2 separate regions of the Rattus norvegicus genome follow, and region 2 is linked to region 1. A link is a contact called in public Hi-C data. All regions are on one chromosome and are shown on one strand. The core of a region is the stretch at or near the end of the contact, and the rest is flanking DNA. Distances in the headings are between cores, read along the strand shown.

Evidence for each region. A called contact is a pair of places that touch in the nucleus more often than the background predicts.
Region 2: a contact with region 1 is called in a Hi-C map of Schwann cells, with 3 times the contacts expected there. The contact joins two enhancer-like sites. A contact is called at or near these places in 2 of 12 Hi-C or Micro-C datasets (Schwann cells and kidney).

What each region holds. Positions count from the first base shown.
Region 1 is chr7:93,211,049-93,216,349 of GRCr8, reverse strand. The region is part of intron 2 of LOC120093663 (a long non-coding RNA gene); the gene reads right to left. Among named protein-coding and RNA genes, the nearest start is that of Trib1, 120 kb to the right of the region's middle. Within about 2 kb of position 2,784, at least 27 of the 93 cell types and tissues checked have an H3K27ac peak or open chromatin away from gene starts, as enhancers often do. A contact at or near this core is called in Schwann cells, where this site is marked.
Region 2 is chr7:93,265,620-93,271,437 of GRCr8, reverse strand. No RefSeq gene overlaps it. Among named protein-coding and RNA genes, the nearest start is that of Trib1, 170 kb to the right of the region's middle. Within about 2 kb of position 3,482, at least 22 of the 93 cell types and tissues checked have an H3K27ac peak or open chromatin away from gene starts, as enhancers often do. A contact at or near this core is called in Schwann cells, where this site is marked.

The sequences.
Region 1 (5,301 bases), core at 1,535-4,034:
TTTGTTTTGGGTTTTCAAGACAGAGTTTTTCTATGCAGCCCTGGCTGTCCTCACATTCAACTCTATAGACCAGGCTGGCCTCAAACTCAGAGATCCACTTGCCTCTGCCTCCCAGGTGCTGGGATTAAAGGTAAGTGTCACCACTTCCTGGCCAAAGGGTCGTTTCATAAGTGAAATGTATGTAAAAATCATGCCATGGCTGAGGACAGCAGACTCTTCTTACAGCAATTTTATAAAGAGTTTTGAACTTCTGACCACAAGACACCCACCTAAAACTCACTAAGGCATAATGCCATTGTGAGGTCACAACAACATTCCTTTTTGAGGTCATAAAACATCTCGTAGTGACCAATTAAGTTTTATTCAACATTTATGTATCTTTACAACACAGCTATTGCTTCCATTTTTCCACAGGCCTTTCCTTGGAGGTATTCATGAAGCATAAGGCAGGAGCAGTTCCTGTATTTGTTACGTTTATGTGGCTGCGCACCAGAATTCTGACAGAGACAAGAAAGCATGATTAATTCCAGCTCCTGGTTTCAGGGGACTCTCTGCCTGGAATCACTTGGCCCCATGCACTGTGGCAGAGCATCATGACAGCAGGAGTTATGTGAAGCCTGATAATGTCACAGCAGGCAAGAGGCAGAGAGAGCAACAGGAAATGACCTCCCGCCACCTAGCTACTACCAGGCAAAGTTTCCAGAACCTACTGAAACACCATCGCCAGCTCGGCACCAAGTACTGAAAACACACCCCAGTCAGGGAGCGCTTCAGATTGAAAGCAGAACATCCTCCTACCTGAAAGGCATCTCCTAAAAGGATCTCCCAGTCACACACATCCCCTCATTGGTCCCACAGCATCCTCGTAGGTGATTGTGGTTAACACAGCTCACAACTGAGGTCATGAGCCATAGAGACGTTAACTGACCACAGTTCTAAGTCCCTGTGTTCAGCACCCAGCTCTCTGGTCCTCTGCTCTGTGTTGCACTTTCTCTGACAGACCTAGAGCCAAGGCATTTGAGGAACTCACACTGATCAGTGGTGCTTTCCTTACTCAATCCTCTGGTGCAAAAACTGAAGGATACCAGGTAGCATTCACGTAGCATTTGGTGACTGCGAGTGCAGCTAATACTGTTCGGGACTGTTTCATGTGCACGGCCCATTTAAAAGCCTTACCACAAGCCTATGATTAATTGTCTCCATCTTATTAATAAAGCAAGGTCCGTAACGACTAGGTCAGATGACCACCACCACAAGCAAATAGGTATCAACCCAAGTTTCATGGGTGTGGTAGATGCTGGCAAGCCAGGAAGTGACACTTTACCGGGGCCACTCCACTGAGACCTCCATCCTTGTTTGAATAAGATGAGGGCCTTCCATGACACAGACAGGAGAGTTTCAGAAAACTGGAGCCGGTGATCACGAGAGTTGGGTTAGAGATGGTGTGTATCAGTAGACCCCAGGCCACATTTAGACTACTTTGGAGCACGGTATACTTTCAAATAAAATGGAGTTTGCTTTGCATTGTCCAACTACTCCTAGGCATGGGGGCTGCCCTAGAGCATGATTGGCATACCCAGCAACACTCCTTTTGTTCCTGGGTATTAATTGCAAAGAACTTCTTTAGGGGTGGGACTCTGTGTTCTGGAACCCTGTCTGGCTTCGACCTATGCAAGTCTTGTACATGAGATCACAGTTAAATCAGGAGACATTTCACAAAGAGCTCTCCTTTTGGCATTTGTTTTTGTCTCTTTTGAGTGTGGGTGTGTTGTGTGCATTCGAGCATATGTAGATTCACATGTGTGCAGGTGAGTGTGCACTGCCAAGATTGATGCCGACTTTTTTCTAACACTCTTCATCTTCTACACTGAGGTAAGGGTTCTCACTAGACCTAGTGCTCACTGTTTTAGGCTGGTCTAGCAAGCCCCCTTGCCCTGAGGATCACATCTCTTATCTCCCACATGCTGAGATTAAGGACGGAGCACCATGCCCACCTGGCTTCTAATGGATTCTGTCTTCTCACTTATGCATCAAGAGACCTACTGACCCATCTCCCCAGACCCTATTTCTTGGCATTTCTTAAAACTCCAGGAGATATGGTCCCCTGGTTTCATGGGCATTCAGGTGTGCCAGTAATCCAATTGGTTTCAGGTCAGTAAGTAGCCTGTAGCCACTGGGCTGTGTCATCCTGATAACAGTCACCCTCCGTCCTCTGCAGTTCACATGTGTCTGCATGTGCTAAGCCTAGCCTAGCTGGCTCCTTTCTGTGCCTGACCAGATGTTAAGTGCACTGGAGTATGTGACCTGGCTTATCAGCATCACCCTGATTCACTAGAGCATGGTGGAAACTTTTTTTCTGCACCCTTGAGTCACCCAGGCAGCTCTGAAGGTGCCCAGGACACACCTGAGCCCAGTAAAGTGACAAACTCTGGAAGTAGGTCTGGGGTGTGAAATTCACCAGATGGCCAAGTAGTCAGGGCTGACCAAAGTTCAGCATGCCTGCCAGTCATCGGGAGAAGAGTCAGAACAGTCAGCTGGCTGGGCCAGGGCTGAGAGTCCACATTTCCCACCAGTTCCAAGGGGAAGCAGTGCTCACTCTCCAGGGACCACACAGAAAGCCATAAGGGACTGAACATGGCTCCTCCTAGCCTGCGCTCGTCCAGTCTGAAAAGTTCCCTATACAGTTGCTATCTCCTTTGAGATTGGCTCACACATGTAGCTGGGAAGCCTAGAGAAGGGTGAGGCCCCAATGAATCAAGAGCACCTAACTCTCCACCCCTTTATTCCCACCACTTCCCTTCTGCCATCAGAGGGAACTCTTCCTTCTACCCAAGTGACGCCTACTGCTTACTCGCAAGGGTGATATCCTGAAACCAAGTCAGCCCTTGCAGGACCCATTTCTGGATGCAGGGGTCTCTTCAGAGTGGCCATTCTCTGTGGAAAGGGCTTTTATTTTATGAGGGCAGGTGGCAGCAGCAAAGACAGCATCAGGCTCAGCCCCCGAAGGGAAGGAACTAACAAAGAAAAAGAGTCCCACCAGAGGCTGCAGCTTGGTGCTAAGGCAGCCTCCCTCTCTGAAGAGGGTACCCCACAGTGCCTGAGTCAGAGGGCTGTGAGCTCAGCCCCAGGCTGGCGGGCCGGGAGGGTGAGTCAGAGGGTGTGGAGAGAAGTGAACCTCTTCCCTGGCCAAATATGGGCTCTGCTCTGCTCTGTCTTGCCATCCTCACTGCCAGAGGCTGACAGCTGCATCTGCTCCACAGGACAGTGAGGTCCCTGACAAAAATGGAAACTATTCCTCCCTCCACTCGCCCCCTCCCCTCCCAGGCCAGTGGGTGGCATTTTGCTGTACACTATCCAAGCACCTTGCACTCTCAGCCTCTCCCACCTGCACATTTGCTCACCCCATCTTGTGATCAGTAGTGTAAAACAGAGAAGAACCATAACATGCGTTGAGTCTGTGGTTTTTTTCTCATGACAGAGACCTGCTGGGATATCGCAGACCCTGGAGCACCATCCCAGGATGGGAGGCGAGAAGGAAAGAGTCTGCACCCAACACAAAATGAAGAACATGATAGATCTGATCAACTATTCAGTTGTTTAAAGGAAGGGTTGGAGAGAGAGAGAGAGAGAGAGAGAGAGAGAGAGAGAGAGAGAGAGAGAGAGAGAGATTTTTCTGCCAACAGACTTAATTCCTTGAGGAAATACCTTACATAGCATACTTTATATGACAGGCAGTGCTCTAAAAATCTCAAATTAGCTCACTTACCAAGAGGCTTCCCTCATATATTGTCACCACCAGCTCCTGAGGACAGTGCTGATATTATAAGACCCATTTTACAGGTGAAAAGTCTGAGGAACCTGGGACTCAGTAGGCAATGTACTTGAGTCATGCAGACAGCATATGGAGCCAGCACGCCAAGTCTCCAAACCCCAGTCTCACACTCAGCACCCTAGGTTTGATTCATCTCTGTGTCTCCGATGTCCCTCAGAGTGTCTGGTGCAGCTGGACAATATTGACCATGGACCAAGTAGAATAATTCATAAGTATGTGTTTCCCAAGTAGACAGTGGGTTCTGTAGTGGTGAATTTTTAGCTACGCCATTTTTGGCTCCATGAGGGTCATGTGCTTTCAGCCACCCACCCAAGAACTCTTCAGATTCATGAATGGAAGACACACACACACACACACACACACACACACACACACACACACTGGCTCGTTTTTAATATGCCATCTAACTTAAAGCCTGGGCAGCTCTAATCCTCCCGCAGTTAGCATACATTTCCCATCAGTACTCATGGCTTACCACCTTCTAAATCTACCTATAGCTTTATTGCCCTGTTACCTTCTGTGAAGCCCATTGGTCTTCTGGGCAACCCTTCTGGGGAGCCACTTTCCCTTTCCTCCTACATTTCAGATGATCCTCCCTCTGCAGCTCTAAATGTCTTCCTTCTCCCACAGCATCATGGTGATCCTCCGTCTCCTCCACTCCGTGTTCTAGCCCATGTAAGTCTAAGGGTCCTGTTCTGCCTCCCCTTGGAGATGTTGGCCACTGGCACCTTCATTGATCTATCGAAAACCAACTGGGGACAAGGACCTTTAGCATTTGGACACACAGATTCCCAACTGAATCAAAGCATTAGAACCAATCTCCAACAGATTTTGTGTTGCTTTGCCAGTGTCTCCCAATGTATTGCACCCTAAGCACCTTATGATAAGTCTTAAATTATCCAGCTTTCTAAATCAACCTCACAAGTTGTCAGCTTGGGCTGGCAACATGGTTCAGCAGTTAAAGGCGTTTGCCACACAAACCTGGTGACCTGAGTTCAAACCTGGGAGTCCTTGTAAAGACAGATAGTAGTAAACTATCTCCACCAAGTTTTCCTCCACTCTCCACATACATGTTGTGACATACACAGCCCTCAACACACACAGGCACATGCGCATGCATGTGCATACAAATAATCTAATTTAATTTTAAGAAAAAGAAAGCATCAGCTTACCCAAATGCCAGAAGCTATTCTCAGGCTTCCTCCCTTTTCCCTGGCCCTTTCTCACCAAGAGACTGGCTCACCCTAGGTGTGACTGGTGCCTTTTAAGTCAGCTCTTCAGGACCAAAGATATAGTCATGTGGTAGAGAGCTGGCCTGGGCTCTACAAAGTCTGTCCTCTCAGCACTACAAGACCCATGTAAACCCTGCACATGCAAACTCTATGGCCTTGGCCAAGTTCCACACACTCTCCAAGGCTTAGATGAAGGGAGGACGGTGTCCATCCAGGAGAGCTGTAGTAGCCAGGACT
Region 2 (5,818 bases), core at 2,233-4,732, 54 kb before region 1:
TGAGCCACCACAGCAAGATCCTCGGGGTTCCTTATTAATGAGCCTGTCAAAGATTCTGCCCAGCTTCCACAGACCGTGGAAATAATTCATAGCGACAGAGCGTGTTTATGTGGGATGACTGCCAACCTCTGGTTTCTTCAGCCTCGGTGCTTCCTCTCGCTCCACTGACCAACCAAGGCCTGGGAGGAGTCTGCCCTCAGCGACAGAAGCCATAGAACACCCAGATCCTCCCTTCCCCCACTCCACTACCACCTGTCCCCAGCAGGGTCAAAGAAGCCACTCTCTTGGGCTCTGTATGGTCATCGCCTTGGCAACCAGGGAGGTTATTTCTCCCTCCTAACCCAGTAAAGGTCTGAGGGGGCTTTCAGGCTCCTGGTACATTTCTCAGAAATACACTGCAGAGGCTTGGCATGACCTCAGAGAGAATGCTAACCAGAGCACAGATGCAAAGAGCAGAGCTTGCCTCCTGCCTCAGCCCAGTCCTTCCTCTCTTCCTCACCCACAGCCATTATAGTATCTCACTTCTGGTGTTCCCGCAAAGGGGTCCTGAAGAAGCCCTGCTAAGCAGTGTACCATCTCTGCCTCTACCACAAAAGCCAAACTCACCCATCAAATGCAGGAAATGGTCAACTACATCACAGATAAGGCAAAGAGGAGCCATCCTCTCTGATTTAAAACTTTTAGCGCATCTTGTGACACCACAGTAGATAAGGCTCTACAGGTTGTACACTTGTGTTTAAACAGAGTTTGGGAGGGTTTGTAAACTGAAGTGTGTCCTCAGCAGCTAAGGAAAACTTCAGGGCATTTGCTCAAATGTAGGCAGCAGAGGGGTGGCTAAACTGAGTGAAGATTGCTACCCGATTACTAAGAACTAAGAAAGCTTCTAATGATTACCTGTACTGGGAGGGTCACTCAGCTCTTGAAAGTGCGAGTTAACTAGATAACCGTATTTGCTATACACTCAGTGGCAGCTTAGAGAGAATATGCACCAATACACATATCCACACATCTATGAGCATCCGAGGACCCACAGTCAAAAATACAAGTGCAGTCAATTATTCCTTGTAGTAGTTATGTTCCATTGAACTGCCATGAATATTTTAATTATTAAACCATGCTCCAAGGGGAAACAGAGAGTTAGGCTTTTCATAGCCTCTGGCCATAACATTTCATCAACCATCCAAACACATCCTTATTTGACGTGTTTTTATGAACAGTATCTTATTTAATAAACTCGATACATGCACACCAATTTCACAGGCAACAGCACTATCTCAGGCTGTAGGAAGTTTATCTAAGCGGCACATTCACTGTTCAAGTGAATAGAAGCCCCCTCTTAATTAGGAACATCAGACAACATTTATGGGGAGCACCTCACCCCCAAAAGAAAGCACAAAAATGGCCAAACCATGGAACTAAATGTCTCACAGAACATTTTACAGTATGAACTAAAGTGAGAAGCATGGACGTTGGTTTGGTCTACATCCTCAGGAGCATAGGTGTTAAGCTAGTCCAAATTTCACACCACAACCACGAATGGCTAAGAAAGTTCTTTAAGAACCTTCCTGGGGACCGCATGCAAACATTAGCACACGGGAGACTTTGAAAATATAGACTCTGCATGATAAAAATTGTGTGTATGTGCATATACAATAATCTATATGATTGTATAGGTATAAGCTATATTAAATGCATGTCTGTGGTCCCAGGATGCAGGCCATCAGGAACCACACGCTCCGGTGTTCTAGGACCCAACTGAATTGGCCTTGATGACTCCATAGGGCAGAGCTAGAGTTCTCTCTTAGCAGCACTGAAGCCAGCGCCCAGGCAAAGAGTGAAGCTCTTCCTGAGGGCCATGTCTAAAGCACCTCATGATTGCCCTCTAACCAAAAGTCATCCTTCCAGCAGCCTGCAAATCAGAGACAGCTGAGGCTCAAAGGCTCCCCCAGTGCCTGCTCCCTGAAGTCCATGCAGGCTGCCTCAGCTTCTGACTATTTCCATACCCTCACTGCTAGGCGCAGAAGATGGGCGCTTCATCTGATGCATCTGTCTGTGTTCTGAGCATCCAGCAAAGAACTCGGAGTCTAGAAACCCTTTAAACACAGAATCACTGAATGTTAGAGATCACCCCAGTCCAGGTTCCTCAAACTGAGGGTCTTGGACAGGTTAGAATGGTCAGAAATGCAGGCTCCCAGACACCTTCCTGCAACTGTGAATCTGAACTTGAGGCAGGCGACAATACTCTGCACCAGAACAAGTTTTCCAGTATATTCTAATAATGCCTACCATGTTTTCAAAGCTCTGTGCCAATTATGTACACCTCACCACACTTTTACAGATAGGACATTCAGGTGTGGCAACAGAACATGTGTCCTCAAGGTCACCCAGATAGCTAAGGCTAGCTGCGGAACGGAAGCCCAGCCACCACCTAACACTATGCTCCTTAACATTCCATGACAATGAGGACACTCACAGGTGCAGGGTGGAACTCAGCCCTGGTGTATCTCAAGACTGAGCCTCTTACTCAGAGCCCTCCCCTCTTCTCTCCTCTCCCTTCTGTCCTCTGGCACCTTCTCCTGTCTCTGTCTCTTCTTTCTTCCCCTTCTTTTCCCCACCCCATCTTGAGGAAATAGCTTAAGCTTTCTGTGAATCCATTTCCTTTGCGTATGAAGTGGGAATACACATACACACACTCACACACACACACACACACACACACACACACACACACATACACACAACATACAACACACATACGTACAACACACAGAGACATACGTGCAGACACATACACATACAGACACACACAGAGAACACATGCAGACACATACACAGACACACACACACACACCACATACCACACATACATACAACACACAGAGACACACATGCTGACACATACACAGACACAGACACATACATACAAACACACAGACACACAGAGAACACATGCAGACATATACACAGACACACATGCAGACACAGACACACAGACACAGACACACACACACACACACACACACACACACACACACATACACACACCATCTAGAAATTCAGTTCAAGTCAAAGAACCTATAGCTTCCAAACAGATGGGTGTGGTGTCTTAAACAGACCGATTTAGAGGAAAAGACTCAAGAATAAAACACACCCCCACCCAGAGTGACACAGCCACCTTCCAGCTTTCCTCCTATTAACCTGGCCCTCCTCCCGCCCTCCTCCCAGCCTCCTCCAACCCTCCTCCCTGTGTCTGCAGCAACAGCAAGAGCAGTGTCTCTCTCCCTGCAATGAGCAGAGTTACACTCACAGGCACCTAGGTGAATACTCTGGGAGGCAGCTAGGGTTTCTCAGAATGAGTCATTTTTTCAAAAATAACAAAACCTCTCGACATCACTTGATTTCAGCCTTCTCTTGTAACCTCTTTTGCAACTGCATTCCAAGCAAGCCTGACTTCTTTCTCAGGCCCAGGGTAAGGCCCACTCCCTGCTCAAGGACTTTGCTGGCAGACAAAGAGCTGGAACCCAGGCCCAGAGCTCCAGCTCTGCAGTGTGTCCAGAAGGCAGTGGGGCTGCAGAAGAGGCAGAGCAGTGTGGAAGACAGAAGGGCAGTGGGTGAAAGGGACAAGAGATGGGGGGGGGGGGAACTAGCTTGGCCTGGACCCACGGTGACTCACTGGACTTTGACAGACCTCGCTGTCTCTGTGTCTGCCCCACCCTCATTAGGATTGGCTAACCATCCTGAGAGCGATACCTACATTTGCTCAACAACCACAGTTTCACCCAGCACAGTGCCCTTCTCTGCCTCAGTGTGAAGTGAGAGCATCTCAGGCTCCCAGACGCTTAGAGATGCTGAAGGCTTTGCCCAGCCAGCCCCTGATGCTGACAGGACCACTGCCTCCATTTGCTGAGCCACACACTATACGGATGACATCTCATTTACTCTTTAGCCATCAGGGCCAGTAGATAGCTTTCTTCACTCTCCTTCCTAGACGGGAAAACCAAGGCTCAAAGAGGCTAAGTAAGTCAAGGTCACACAGTGAGTGACAGGGCTGTAATTGAAATCCACTTGGGTCTAGCCACGAGGCTTAGGTCTCAAGGCACCTTGCACATTCCTCTGCCAGACTTAGCATCTAACAAATGCTTTGCCTACATGGATCCTATGAGGCCCTTAAGGCATGGAGAGCAGTTTGTTTCTCTGCACCATCAGCATATAGCTTACTAATTAATAGAAAGAAAAAAAAAAACCACAGACTTGACCTCCAGCCTTCAGTCTACAGACATACCAACGGCCCCCAACACACACACACACACACACACACACACACACACACACACACACCATCATGCCTGCTCACAAACCCTTGAAAACTGGTGTGCCCAACTAGCCCGTTTAAATCCTATACTCCCCAGACCTAGCCAAGACTCTTCCCTCTCGGGTCTCAACTTCCCATCTCTGTAAACACAGAGTTGCAGAGGGGAACTAGGCTCTCAGTGCTGATGATTGTGGAAGCAAACTGGGTTCTCTAAAGAAAATAGAGCTTGGCATGGTTTTTTAGTTGAATAATACACGCTGACTGAACGGATAAAGCAAAGCCCTAATAGAATTCACACCATTGACCAAGTCCACTTTTGTTCCAAGACCCTTGCCCTAAGGCAATGCAAGCTACATGAATCTTAGTTCTGAATGGGTAAACCAGATGTAAAGTGTGTGTGTGTGTGTGTGTGTGTGTGTGTGTGTGTGTGTGTGTGTGTGGTGTTCCTCTGTTCCAATTTCTTTGCCTGTTGCTGTGATTTAAAAGAAAAATCCCTACAAAAAGCAACTCACAGGACAGAGGGTTTGTTTCAGCTCATAGTAAAGGCGTCTATCGTGATGGGGAATTCAAGGCACCGGGAACCTGAGGCAGCTGACCACAGCAGAGCCACAGTCAGGACACAGAGAGAATGCATTCTGGGCCTTAGCTTCCTTTTTCTACTCATTATTTACAGGATCCCAGCCAAATGTATATATGCATACGAATGCGCATGCAAATTCTTACATACAACATCCTCAGCCGTGGTTACAATGGGTTCCCCCACATGAGTTCACCTAGGATGCTCCCTCACAAGCATGCCCAGCTTCCACCTCTCAGATGATTCTAGCCTCGGTCAAGTTGACAATTAACACTAACAACCCCTTCATACCAATGACCCTCCACTGGGGTCAGTTTAGGTGCCCGTCACTTTCCTGTCGAATCTACCTTCTTATTGGTGTTGCCTGGGCAACACATACCTTGGGTCTGCCTCTCCCTTCAATACCCTCTGCTCCTGGAGGCTGTCAGCAGCTCAGCACTAATCAAGTCAGTGCATAGCAGCCATGAGATCACAGACCCTGCTCTATGAAGAGGCCCCTGCCCTTCTTGGGGTACATTAGCATACATCCTCCTTCTAGCAGCTTAAGAACCTTCTATAATTTTACTGGATTAGTAGTGTTTCTCTCCTTGTGCCCATTTTAAGTGTGAAGGAGCTGAGACAGGCACTTCTCAGTCCTGTGTAGCCAGAAGCAGAAGAGCCCACAGTCCAACTGTAATAACCTAGAGCAGCAATTCTCAGGGGGCAGTGACCCCTTTGGGGGTTGAATGACAAGAAGTACATATCAGATATTTACATTATGACTCTTAACAGTAGCAATACTACAGTTAGAGTTAAGAAGTAACAACAAAAATAATTTTATAGTGAAGGTCACCACTACATGAAGAACTGTATTAAAGGGTCACAGCATTAGGAAGGTTAAGAGCCACTGCCCTAGACAATGCAAGTTGGCAGTTCACGAAGGCCACTGT